2 separate regions of the Hordeum vulgare genome follow, and region 1 is linked to region 2. Evidence: chromatin contacts called from public Hi-C data. All regions are on one chromosome and are shown on one strand. The core of a region is the stretch at or near the end of the contact, and the rest is flanking DNA. Distances in the headings are between cores, read along the strand shown. Region 1 holds the start of LOC123430385 (protein FLOURY 1-like). Region 2 holds the start of LOC123426930 (probable inactive receptor kinase RLK902).

Region 1 (6,371 bases), core at 3,849-6,348, 230 kb before region 2:
TCGTCTTGTGTTGATTCTTGTGCCCAAAAATCACATATATTCCACAAAAAATCATCGTAAGTTTTCATCGTGTTTGGACCTTCCTAGAATTGGATTATCTATGAAACCGAAAACATGCAAAAAAAATGAACCGACCTTGGGCACTACATTAATAGGTTGGTTTGGAAAAATAATATAAATATTACCAAAAATATGTGAAAGTGGTATAATAATATCATGAAATAATCAAAACAAATATATATATCAGAGACGTATCAACATCCCCAAGCTTAATTCCTGCTCGTCCTCGAGTAGGTAAATAAAACAAAGATAATTTTTGATGGGTCATGCTACCTAGCACAATCTTGATCAAATAATTAGTTCCGGTTTGAACTTAGGATAAAAGTAATTCAAGGCAATAGTTTATCAATTCGACATAAAAGCAATAATACACAAGCCTACAAATGAACAATCATTGCCTTTCAAAATATCAAAGCTAAATAAAGTAATCTCGCAAACACTTAGTCATAATTGTCATGGTAAGGTTAGTCTTCATAGTAAAAAGATATAAATTCATGAACTAATCTTGGTGCCAAATTAAGCAATTAAATCACACTTTTCTCGCTTCAGGTAGTCAACTCTCATGCACCACTTGAGTGTGATCCATGATCTTCATACTTAGGATGGCAAAGAGAATGGTGGTAGAGGTTTATTAGAAGACAAACTGTGGAGAAAGTATCACATCAACGTGGTTGATTGTTAGGCTATGAAGAGGCCTTACAATCGATATTGATGCGATGAGTAAGAATTGCCATGCAACGGATGCACTAGACATATAAGTGTATAAAAGCTCTTTGTAAATAAAACTAAGTAGGAGTGCATCCATCTTGTTTGTTCATGATAACCTCGTGCATTTAAGGACACTCGTCACTGGAATATACAACCCAAGTTCTATAGTGTACAAATTTCACTAGCATAATCATGAAGCATATGAAAACTCTTTATATGAAGTACATTGTGCTACTTTGAAGCACAAATGTGGTAACGATAGTAGTGTGCCCCTCTATCTTTTTCTTCAATTTTTTTCTTTTCCCCTTCTTTCTTTTTTTATTTTTTTGGTGGGTCCTTTTTGACATTTTATTATCATGACATGTAGGGATACACTCTAATAATGATGACCATCGCATTTTTATTTACTTACAAATTAAAATAAAAAATGATGACTATATATGAATGCCTCTGACAGTGTACCATGATGTGCAATGATCTTGCATAACTTGTATAAGAATGATGAACGGTGGCTTTGCCATAAATATTATGTCAGCTCTATATGATCATGCAAAGAAGAATGACAACGAATGCTCAAGTCACGTGAATAGTATTAATGGAAGTTGCATGAGAATATATTTCAGAATGACTATGAAAATGTCATAATAAGTAAGTATGATGATTGTTTGAGAAAGGATATAACGAGGCTTATGTGAAAGAGATCATATCATCTCACATGGTTTGGATGCTGTAAAGCATACGCCACGTCTCGAAGTGAGAGTGGACAATGCACGATACCGAAAAGGCTAACAAAATATGATAAGCCTAGTCTTCATAAGAACTCAAGTATTTACTGCGAAAGTCTCACAACCTCTCGAGGCAACTAGGACTGGCATGCTCCTAAAGGAGGAGACTGATAAGGGTTAACCATCGCACGACCCGGTCCGTATGCATGTGAACATCACTTATAAACATCTCGTACTCAAACTTTGTCACTAATACCAACTTTGTCACTTTCATGTGTACGAGCGCACAAACTTTAACAGTAAATTTAACTATTCATGCTTAAATTTAACTATTCACTCACACATTTACATATTACTAACTTAATGTAGTAAAACTATTAGTTTTTTTATCTTTATGCTTCTTACAAAATTTATCATCCCTAATTTACAGCTTTTACAAAGACCTATGTTCTTCATAAAAATTAACATGTTTATAAGAAACATTTTCTTTAGAAATATTATGATGACTAGTGTAATCATCATTATTTTTATGAATATTCATATAGCACATACTAGTATCATTGAATCATTCTTATCATTCAAGGAACTCACACCAAACATCGTGTTAAAAAATTTCTATTAACAACTCATAGCAATTGTCAGAATGCATGTTTTTAAGAAAAGTTTATAAATGTAAACAATTTGGCACAACTTTATTTTCATTTATTTGTAGTTCTATTTTATAAACCAAACTAGCGAAAAAAAGAAACAAAAGTATTCAATTGCAAGATCTAAAAAGATACTTTCAAGCACTTTGCTATGCATTTTTAGCCTTGTACATTTTGTTGGATCTTCAAACGCATAATTCTTTGTAGGATAGTAGTAAAATATTTCTGTAATCTCTTCTTCCACTAAAGAGACTCGATCACCTGCCGATCGTATATCTGCTTCTCCTGGGCCATATCACTGAACTGCTTCGCCTCGCGCTCCACCAGCGCCTTCTTGTTTAGCACGCAGCGCCTTCGCTATGGCCTCGTCAGCGACGGAGGCCGCCGCGCGCATCTCCTTCAGCCTCCTCTCCCGCACGAGCCGCCGCCTGAGCTGCTCCATGTTGCCCTCTTCCGCGCAGTTCACCTCGCTCGCGACGTCCTCGTCCTCCGTGCCGGCCGCCTGCTCCAGCTCAGAGGCCAGCGACCTTAAAACCGGCTTGTCGAAGCAGCTGCCAAAGCGGGCACGATCCACGAAGTGGGCCAAGCTGCCTTTCTTGAGAGCCCGCGCCTTCGTCCCAGTCCCACACACGGCGCAAACGACACCTCTGACGCGCACGGCCTGCACGGTGGCGCCCGCGCTCACCACGAGCCCTTCCACGGCGTCGCGGCGCTTGCCGACCCGTACTCATGTGAACATCACTTATGAACATCTCGTACTCAAACTTTGGCGCTAATACCAATTTTATCACTTTCATGTGTATAATCTCGCAAAATTTAACAACAATATTCATACTTAAATTTAACTATTCACTCACACACTTACACAATACTACCTTAATGTCGCAAGGCTATTACATTTTCATGTTTACGCTTCTTATAAAATTTATCATCCCTAATTTATACTTTTTCGCAAACGCCTATATTCTCCAAATTAATATGCTTATAATAAACCTTTTTTTTTTAATATTATCATGACTAGTGTAATCATCATTAGCATTATGGATATTCATATAGTACATACTAGCATCGTTGAATCATTCTTATCATTCAAGAAACTCATGCCAAACAGTGTGTTAAATTCTTCTTTTAACACTTCACAGCAATTGTTGGAATCCATGTTTTCTAGAAAAGTTTATAAAGGTAAACAATTTGTCACAACTTGACTCCCATTTACTTGTAGTTTTACCAAGAAACAAGAAACAAAAATATTCAATTGCCAGATTTTATAAAGATACTTTTAAACACTCACCTCGCACGCAACAGCACCGGAAATAGGATTCTTTTAAAAATATTTCTTTAGATCCCATTGGTTCATAGGAACGGATTCCTATTCCTACATAGAATTGGTTTATGTCCTTCACATTTATAAAGAAAATAAACATGAACATAGACTCAATGAAAAAACTCCTATGATGTGAATTAAATGGATCTTTTTTCATATTCCTACTCATGGGATTTGAGATACATGTCATTTTATTTCCTACAAGTTTTTTATTCCTATGCTAATCCTATTCTACGGAACAAAGGAGGCCTTATCTTTAGTACGCAACTTTATCCTTATACACATTGTTTGGCCTTGTACACTTTGTTGAGCCTCCACTGAAGAGACTCGATCACCTGCCGGTCGTACATCTGCTTTTGCTCGGCCATCTCCCGGAACTGCTTCGCCTCGCGCTCCACCAGCGCCTTCTCGTTCCGCACGCACGCGATCTTGGCCATGGCCTCGTCAGCGGAGGAGGCCGCCGCGCGCCTCTCCTTCTCCAGCTCCTCCAGGGCGGCCTCCTTCAGCATCCTCTCCCGCACGAGCCGCCGCCTGAGCCGCTCCACTTTGCCCTCTTCCGCGCCGGTCACCTCGCTGGCGAAGTCCTCGTCCTCCCTGTCGGCCTCCTGCTCCAGTTCAAAAGCCAGCGACCTCGAAACCGGCTTGTCGGAGCAGCTGCCAGAGCGGGAGCGATCCACGGAGTGGGCCGAGCTGCCTTTCTTGAGAGCCCACGCCTTTGTCCCAGTCCCACACACGGTGCAGACGACGCCTCTGACGCGCACCGCTAGCACCGTGGCGCCCGCGCTCCCCACGAGCCCCTCCACCGCGTCGCAGCGCTTGCCGAGGAACCAGACTTTGGCGGCCAGGAAGAGAAGGGACATTACGACGAGCATGTGCTGCGCGCCCACGGAGCGGGACAGGGCGGCCCATTGCGGGGAGAAGGCCCACTCGCGGCGGACCTCGGACTCGGATGCTTGCAGCATCGCGAAGACCCCGAGCGCGGAGCCAACGAGGAAGTAGGCGGCGCCGGCGCCTGGCATGGAGGCGAAAGGGACGCCGGCGAGCGGCTTCAGCAGACCACCGGCACTGGAGATGCGGTTCCAGCAGCCCATGACGGGGGAACTGGGGCCAGTCCTGCTCCGATTCAGGCGAATGAAATTTTGATTGGCAAGATGGGATCGCTCGGGGGCAAGGGCAAATCTTGGAGATCGATCTCGTGGTTTTGGGGAGGGCGTGGGGATTTGGAGGAGATGATGATGAAGAGCCTGGGTCCGGAGCTGGGCAGCCGGCGCCGCGGCAGTAGGGTTGTGGTTCAGTCGAGGTGCGAGTTTTTTTCGGATAAGTCGTGGGCGGTATCGCTGCCCTGTGGGTCTCATGATCTGTGTGGGTCCACACTTTCGGTTCGTGGGTTGCGGAGCGCGTGGGGGGCGCCGAAAATGAAGGGGCATGGGTAGTCGGTACTCGACGGATCACAGGTGGGCGGTGTTTTAGACGAGTTCAAATTTGAGTTTGGGGAGTGTGTTTCGGACGAGCGGGTCTGCGGACGGGAGTACTTGGTTAATGGACCATATTTTTGGTTTTGTATTTTTTCTTCTTTTTTGCGTTTTGGGGCTATTTGTCCTGTGTAACTTATTATTAAGTTGTTTTTTGACACTAAAGTACTGTGCTAAAAAAATATTATGCTTCACATATTTTTTCAACCAAAAGCATGCGATGAGGCCAATAACATGTGGTTGGAAACACAGTGGTATCCTAAGCAGGGACGGAACCAGGGTGTCAACAAGCCCCGGACCGCCTTAAAAAACTACTTGGATTTGGGCCTCGTATCCTTAATAATTGCTAAAGTCAATAAAGAAGTTGGAACTTAGGACCCGGGCCCAGGCCCTGGCAATCTGGGTCCTGTCTCCGCCCCTGATCCTAAGCTCACAAAGTCTCAGACATAACACTGATGCTCGTATGTTTCTGAATTTATTTTAGAAATTTCGACGATGTGCGCTCAGTGGAACGAAACATTTTCATCGAATACGAAGATTTCTTTAGCGATTTCGTCAAATTCAAGATAATGTGTCGGATTAGTCTTTTGAATGTACTCATAGGATAGGATATGACTGCATGTATTCATAAGGGGGTGTATGATCGTGTTTGTAAGCGACTACGATTATACTATGTTCAAAAAAGAAAGCACGCATTTTTCCGAGAGTACGCAATTGCGTACCGTATCTCTACTCCTAAAGTGTCACGCCCAAGATGCGACCATATCTTTAATTTGGCATGGGGGCTCGTCAGGGATAGAAGCTCATCTCGTCGTGTCGCAAGAATGGATATCGTTAAAAGTACATGTACTGAAAAGAAGAGATATATAACAGAATTGGCTTACACTCGCCACAAGCTACATCAGACTCACATCAGTACATTACATAATCATCATGAAGAAGAGCAGGGTCCGACTACGAACGAAAACAAACGAGAAAAGAAGAACGACGTCCATCCTTGCTATCCCACGCTGCCGCCCTGGAACCCATCCTAGATCGATGAAGAAGAAGAAGAAGCAACTCCAAATGAACAATCAACGCGCTCGCGTCAAATAACCTTTATCTGTACCTGCAACTGGTGTTGTAGTAATCTGTGAGCTACATGGGACTCCGCAATCTCATTTCCAAAGGTATCAAGACTAGCAAAGCTTAATGGGTGAGGCATGGTTAAGTGGTGAGGTTGCAGCAGCGGCTAAGCATATATGAGGTGGCTAAACTTACGAGTATACGGAATAAGAGGGGATGATCTACTCATAACGGACGTGAACTACTGATGATCAAATGAATGATCCTGAACACCTACCTACCTTAGACATAACCCCACCGTGTCCTCGATCAGAGAAGGAACTCACGAAAGAGACAGTCACGGTTACGCACACAGTTGGCATATTTTAAT
Region 2 (6,924 bases), core at 1,324-3,823:
ATTGTTATACGATGTTACCGAAAGTTGTTCGGAGTCCCGGATGACATCCCGGACGTCACGAGGAGCTCCGGAATGGTCCGGAGGTAAAGATTGATATATAGGACGGATGGTTTCGGACACCGGATGTGTTTCGGGCATCACCGGTAACGTACCGGGACCACCGGGACCACCGGAGGTGGCCCCGGGGGTCCACTGAAGGGGGGCAACGACCCCGGGAGGTAAGATGGGCCAAGTGGGGGAGGGAACCAGCCCCTAGGTGGTCTGGTGCGCCTCCCCACTCAGCCCAATGCACAGGGGAGAGAAAAGGGGGGCAAACCCTAAGCCAGGTGGGCCTAAGGCCCACCAGGGGTGCGCCACACCCCTCCTCCCCCCTTGGCCGCCGCACCAACACCCATCTAGGGCTTCCCCCCCCCCCCCAGGAGGGGGAAACCCTCAAGGGGGCGCAGCCCCTCCGTTCCCCTATATATACCGGGCACTTTTGGCCATTGGGAGATAGACTTCTCCCTCTCCCTCGGCGCAGCCCTGCCCTTCTTCCTCCTCCTGTCTGCCGGTGCTTGGCGAAGCCCTACCGGGAGACCTCGTCTCTCCATCGACACCACGCCGTCGTGCTGCTGGATTTCTTCCCCAACCTCTCCCTCCTCCTTGCTGGATCAAGGTGCGGGGGACGTCACCGGGCTACACGTGTGTTGAACGCGGAGGTGCCGTAGTTCGGCACTAGATCGGAATCGCTGCGAGTACGACTTCATCAACCGCGTTCTAGCAACGCTTCCGCTTAGCGATCTTCAAAGGTATGAAGATGCTCTTACCCCTCTCTCGTTGCTGGTATCTCCATAGGAAGATCTGAATATGCGTAGGAAAATTTTGAATATATGCTACGTTACCCATCAGGAAGCCCAATGGCCTTAGGGTGGCGCACCAGCCCTTAGTGGGCTGGTGGGACAGCCCAAGAGGGCCTTGGCGCCAAGAGAAGGAAAACCAAAGAGAGAAAAAAGAGGTGGGAAGGAAGAGAAGGACTCCACTTTCCAATCCTAATTGGAGTAGGATTCATCCTCTCCTCTTGTACGGCGCACCCTTGGGGACTTGGTCCTCAAGGCAAGCCTGCTCCCCTCCTTCCTATATATAGTGGTGATTTAGGGCTGATTTGAGATAACTTTTGCCTCGTGCAACTCAGATCTAGAAACCATAGGTCTTCCTCTAGATCGTATTTCTGCGGAGCTCGGGCGGAGCCCTGCAGGATTAGATCATCACCACCACCGGAGCGCCGTCACGCTGCTAGAGAACTCATCTACTTCTCCGTCTTGTTTGTTGGATCAAGAAAGCCGAGACCATCGTCGAGCTGTACGTGTGCTCAATGCGGAGGTGCCGTCCGTTCGGCACTAGATCGGAACGGATCGTGGGACGGATCGCAAGACGGATCGCGGGACGGTTCGTGGGGCGGATCGATGAACGTGAAGACGTTCCACTACATCAACCGCGTTTTTTAACGCTTTCTACTGTGCGGTCTACAAGGATATGTAGATCCAAATCTCATCTCGTAGATGGACATCACAATGATAGGTCTTCGTGTGCGTAGGATTTTTTTTTGTTTTCCATGCAACGTTCCCCAACAGTCGGGGCGCACGACCACGCGGATCATCAAGGGCAAGCTGGTCGGAACAACGTCCGAGACATACAAGGGGCTGCGGTCCATTCTAATCGCGGTGGCTTGGCACATTTGGTTAGAAAGAAATGGATGCACATTCTGTGGACACATACCATGCGCTCAGCGAGTGATCGACCGGGTTCCGGAGCAATGGCGTTTGACTGGGGCAAAATGCATAGCGACTCCTTTTGGGGATCCAACCTGAGAAGTTTGTTCGTGAGCCGTGTTTTGACGGGAGCGCCAACCTGTTGGTGAATAGGCGATCCTATCTTGATCACTTGATCAGGTCTTTTTTGATATTCTCCTTCTGCTAAATCAATGATAAGCGAGGTGCAAGCTGGATCTTTCAAAAAAGAAAAAAAAATCTATGATGATGGCACCAGCTATGCCCAAAAAATATACTATTTGCATGTCGAAGGTTATTCCGGTGTTGGTAGTCCCATTCCATGAAGTAAGCTTATCGAATAGTGAACATTCCATTTTTGTGCAACTCCACATTATAAAATGTGACATATCATGCAGAGAAAGAGTAATCTCGAGGATCCGCTGAGCATTAATTGGCCATGACATTCTCACCATGTCTTCATCTCTGTAATTAGTGATTGGATTAATAAGATCAGAGACCCTTGACAGGAGGCAGTCTCCTTTTTGGAATAATAATTTTTCTACTCGGTTAATTTGGGATCCATTCATCTATTCAAATTTTAATATTCCGTCTATTGTCCACACGCCAAATATAACCATGCTTCAACGAATTAACTCCCGTCATAATACTTTGCCAATTAAAAGAGGAGATATTTTTAAGTTTGCATTCAGTAGATCACCATCGAGAAAAATATTTTGCTCTTAAATTATGTATCCCATTGTTGCAAAATATGTCAATAAACGACGAATGCGATGTGACCGACTCTGACCACCATTTGCTCTGGGCTATTTCTAGTTGTTTCGGCCGTTTGGCCAATGCAATTCTGCACCCTCTCTCTCTCAAAAAAAAAAAAATCAATTCTACACTTACACACAGGAGGAAATGCACGTTCCTAGCTCAGCATTGCCGAGAAGTAGATAAATCTTTCAGCGGACGGTAACTGACAGACCATCATCATACACTCGCTCAAAATTTTCCAACACCTGACGGCATCATGAGTTCATGACATTTACAGGCCCATAAACCTCTCTGACAGTTACGGTTCCGGCATTCAGGGACCGGTTTACTTCGTCACGCACGGATGCACGACGCCGTCCACGTCCATAGCTCCACACATCATCAAGCGAACCAGTCCATGAAGCGAACTGCACCGGGGATATGATGTCTGCTGACAGCAGGAAAATGGTCGAGCATTCGTGTTCATGTTCAATCACATTGGCCTACAAAGCAGAGGATCTCAGGAGCAGCCGCTAGCAACAACTGACCAAAATTCAAACGAGCAACTGTTTCGCCGATCATTTTCACGCACTGTCGAGTTGAGTTGTACTCCAGATTATCGTCCCCTGCCATCGGCATCAGCTGGACCAGGAGTAGGATCGACGACAGCGGGCAGGCGTGCGATCTCGACCGTCCAACGTATTATCGGACGGTCCACAGCGGCCAGACCAAGAATGTGGTTGCGGATTTGCGACATCGTCTTGTGGAAGTGAGTCCGCCTCCTCTTCTCCCCCCTTGTCGCTAAACGAGCCATTTGTGAAGCTTCTTTCCGATATTCCGCTTTCTTGTTTCGTCCCTCCCCACCTCTCCTCTCCCAACACTCTCACATGGTGTGATCGGCCAAGCGAAGGGACCACCACAGCCATGCCTCCGTCCCAGGCCGCCGCGCTGGCGTTGCTCCTCGCCGTGGCCCTCGGCGCGGCGCGCGCCGCCGACGACCTGGCGTCCGACACCGCTGCGCTGCAGGCCTTCATCGCGCCCTTCGGGTCGGCGTCCGTGTCCTGGAACACGTCCCGGCAGACGTGCTCCTGGACCGGCGTCGTCTGCTCCGGAGGCCGCGTCACCGGGCTCCACCTCCCCGGGGACGGCCTCCGCGGCTCCGTCCCCGTCGGTGCGCTCGGCGGCCTCACCAGGCTCACCGTGCTCTCCCTGCGCTTCAACGCGCTCTCCGGCCCGCTCCCGGCCGACCTGGCCTCCTGCGTCAAGCTGCGGGTCATCAACCTGCAGTCCAACCACTTCTCCGGTGAGCTCCCGGCCGCGATTCTCTCCCTCCCGGCGTTGACGCAGCTGAACCTCGCTGAGAACCGCTTATCCGGGAGAATACCGGCCGCCATTGCCAAGAGCGGGAAGCTGCAGCTGCTCTTCTTGGAGGGCAACCTCTTCACCCACGAGCTGCCGGACGTCGACATGCCGTCCCTCTTGTCTTTTAACGCCTCCTTCAACGACCTCACCGGCGAGGTTCCCAAAGGCTTCGGCGGCATGCCCGCCACGTCTTTCCTCGGCATGACACTGTGCGGCAAGCCCCTCCCACCGTGTCGAACACCATCTTCCCAACCACCGTCCCAGCCTCCCACGCCTGCCCCAGAAGCCGTGGTCGCGGGAAACGGCGGCAGACGACGCCGGAGACACCTCGCGGGCGGCGCCATCGCGGGCATTGTGATCGGCTGCGCTTTGGGCTTCCTGCTTATCGCCGCCGTTCTGGTCCTTGCCTGTGGCGCTCTCCGCCGCAAGCCAAGAAGAACCTACCGGAGCCAGGACGCCGTCGCGGCGGAGCTGGCCCTGCACAGCAAAGAGGCAATGAGCCCAAACAGCTACACTCCACGGGTCTCCGACGCGCGGCCGCCTCCGCCCGCTTCGATGCCGCTTCCAGTCGCCCCCGTCTCCGTGGGGCGGAAGAAGCTTTTCTTCTTCGGGAGGGTGCCGAGGCCGTACGATCTGGAGGACCTGCTCCGCGCGTCCGCCGAGGTCCTGGGCAAGGGCACGTACGGTACCACGTACAAGGCCGCGCTGGAGACGGCGCCGGCGGTGGCAGTGAAGCGTCTCAAGGAGACGTCGCTGCCGGAGCGCGAGTTCCGGGACAAGATCGCGGCGATTGGCGGGCTGGACCATCCTAACGTCGTGCCCCTGCAGGCCTACTACTTCAGCAAGGACGAGCGGCTCATGGTGTACGAGTTCGTCGCCACGGGCAGCCTCTCCTCCATGCTTCACGGTACGTACGCTCAGTGTTCGTGTCCGGTTCTCTCTGTTTTCTTGCTCCAAACTTTGCTTCGAATTGGATCAAAATTTCTGAACTGGTGAGAATCTCAGGCAACCGTGGCGCCGGGCGGTCACCGCTGAGCTGGGATTCGAGGAGGCGGATCGCGCTGGCCTCGGCGCGCGGCCTGGAGTACATCCACGCGACGGGCTCCAAGGTGGCGCACGGCAACATCAAGTCGTCCAACATCCTCCTCGGCCGGTCGGTGGACGCGCGCGTGGCCGACCACGGACTGGCGAGCCTCGTCGGCCCCGCCGGCGCGCCGTCGATGCGCGTGGCGGGCTACCGCGCCCCCGAGGTGGTCGCCGACCCGCGGCGGCTGTCGCAGAAGGCCGACGTGTACAGCTTCGGTGTGCTGCTCCTGGAGATGCTGACGGGGAAGGCGCCGACGAACGCCGTGCTGCACGACGAGGGCGTGGACCTCCCGCGGTGGGCGCGGTCCGTGGTGCGCGAGGAGTGGACGTCCGAGGTGTTCGACACGGAGCTGCTGAGGCACCCGGGCGCGGAGGAGGAGATGGTGGAGATGCTGCGGCTGGCCATGGACTGCACCGTGCCGGTCCCCGACCAGCGGCCGGCGATGCCGGAGATCGTCGTGCGCATCGAGGAGCTCGCCGCCCCGGGGTCGGCGTCGTCGATGACGCGGCCTGGCCGGAGCATCTCGGTCGACGAGGCCGACGATCGGCCGCTCAAGCCGGCCGGGTCGATCCGAGAGAGCTGAAGCTTGGTCGCCTCGGGTCGTGTCGGCCAGCATGGCGACCATTCGGTAACTTACGGAAGATTCTCAAGAAAAAACAGAATCTTGTCTTCTTGCGTATGTCTTTAGGGCATTATTTACCACCGTGTGCTTTCTATTTTTCCTTTTTTGAAGTTTCATGAACTTTTCTTGATTCTTCTTCCTTGTTACGAATTCTTTGGATTAGCTGCGTGCGTTGAGAGGATGCTGGCGGTAGGAGAGGCACTGCTGGTTCGGACAGACAGAGTATGTAATTACAGCATGATGATGGAGTTGATTTTGTTGCGATCGTGCGCGGGTCACCTAATTAACAATCGAGAAAATAGCTGGTTCTCTGCTAGACTATTATTATACTCCTTCCCCTGCATGGAAAATGTAGAAAATGCTCTGAATTTGCCATGAAACGAGGTGAAATCACGAGCATAATCCTGAGACAATAACACGCATTGGCCACCGTAAATGTCATGTCAACTGTCGCCTCAGTTTTTTTTAACTGTCGCCTCAGTTAGTTGCGCCGTGGTAGTACGACTTTTTGACGCCGAAAAAACAGAAGACTTCTCTGTGAGAGCAACGAGAACATGGATTTGTGTTGGCGGCACATCAGCTTGTCCCGAATCCCGGCAAATGATGAAGAAGGCGTCAATGCGTGCGTGCTTGTAATCCTAATCCTAGGCGTACTTGCCGAGCATGACTCTCCGACGATGGAACAAAAACAAAAGGAAGAAGAGCAAGATGGTTGCAGCTGGACAGATCGGAGATCATGCATTGCACCCCCTGTCTGTCATTAGTTGGCAAGCTTTTATAAAGGAGGAGGTTCGGCCGATCGATCGATCGAGCCGGAGCAACAATCAATGTGCCTATATCCAAGGAAAGATAATCGCTCCCCGGCAATAATGATCGATGTGAATGAATGAATAGTTGGTCCTGTGTTCGCTACAGCTTGTCCGGTTCGTCCACGGACACGACCCAATCCAATCCAACCCCATGCATTTGCACTACACCTTTCGGTACAGGCGTACAGCTGATCTTTACTTGTAGTACCGCTTCCCATGAACGCTTTCTTCAGTATCTTTCTTTTCCGAAAAGGAGAATCACCATGCATTAATCGATGTATATATTTATTTTATTTTATTATTTAACAGGATCCTATAAACAAATATATGAATAAATCAAATTCACCTGCCTAACAGCTAATGTCACCACATCTACAAGCTTGATGAGGCGTGCCGACATCACGTAAGAGCATCTCCAGCACACAGGCGCAGGCACGGCACCCAAAAAAATTTATACAACACGTGCACTGATGGTTTTTACGCGTGAGTAGTCAGTTGCTTCATCAAACATTGTAAATTTTTAACACGCCAGCATGTTGC

The links. Hi-C and Micro-C count contacts between places; a contact is called where the count stands out from the background.
Region 1: a Hi-C map of seedling shows a contact between it and region 2, with 2.3 times the contacts expected there. The contact joins the promoter of LOC123430385 here to the promoter of LOC123426930 in region 2. A contact is called at or near these places in 1 of 6 Hi-C or Micro-C datasets (seedling) and 1 of 1 datasets of contacts at active chromatin or transcription factors (embryo).

What each region holds. Positions count from the first base shown.
Region 1 is chr2H:514,217,247-514,223,617 of MorexV3_pseudomolecules_assembly, reverse strand. It overlaps LOC123430385 (protein FLOURY 1-like), which reads right to left and starts at 5,098. Exons shown (of 1, transcript XM_045114251.1): 1 at 3,598-5,098. The coding sequence starts at 4,891. The coding sequence ends at 3,740. It also overlaps the pseudogene LOC123428566.
Region 2 is chr2H:513,984,234-513,991,157 of MorexV3_pseudomolecules_assembly, reverse strand. It overlaps LOC123426930 (probable inactive receptor kinase RLK902), which reads left to right and starts at 2,573. Exons shown (of 2, transcript XM_045110850.1): 1 at 2,573-4,773; 2 at 4,872-5,837. The coding sequence starts at 3,429. The coding sequence ends at 5,536.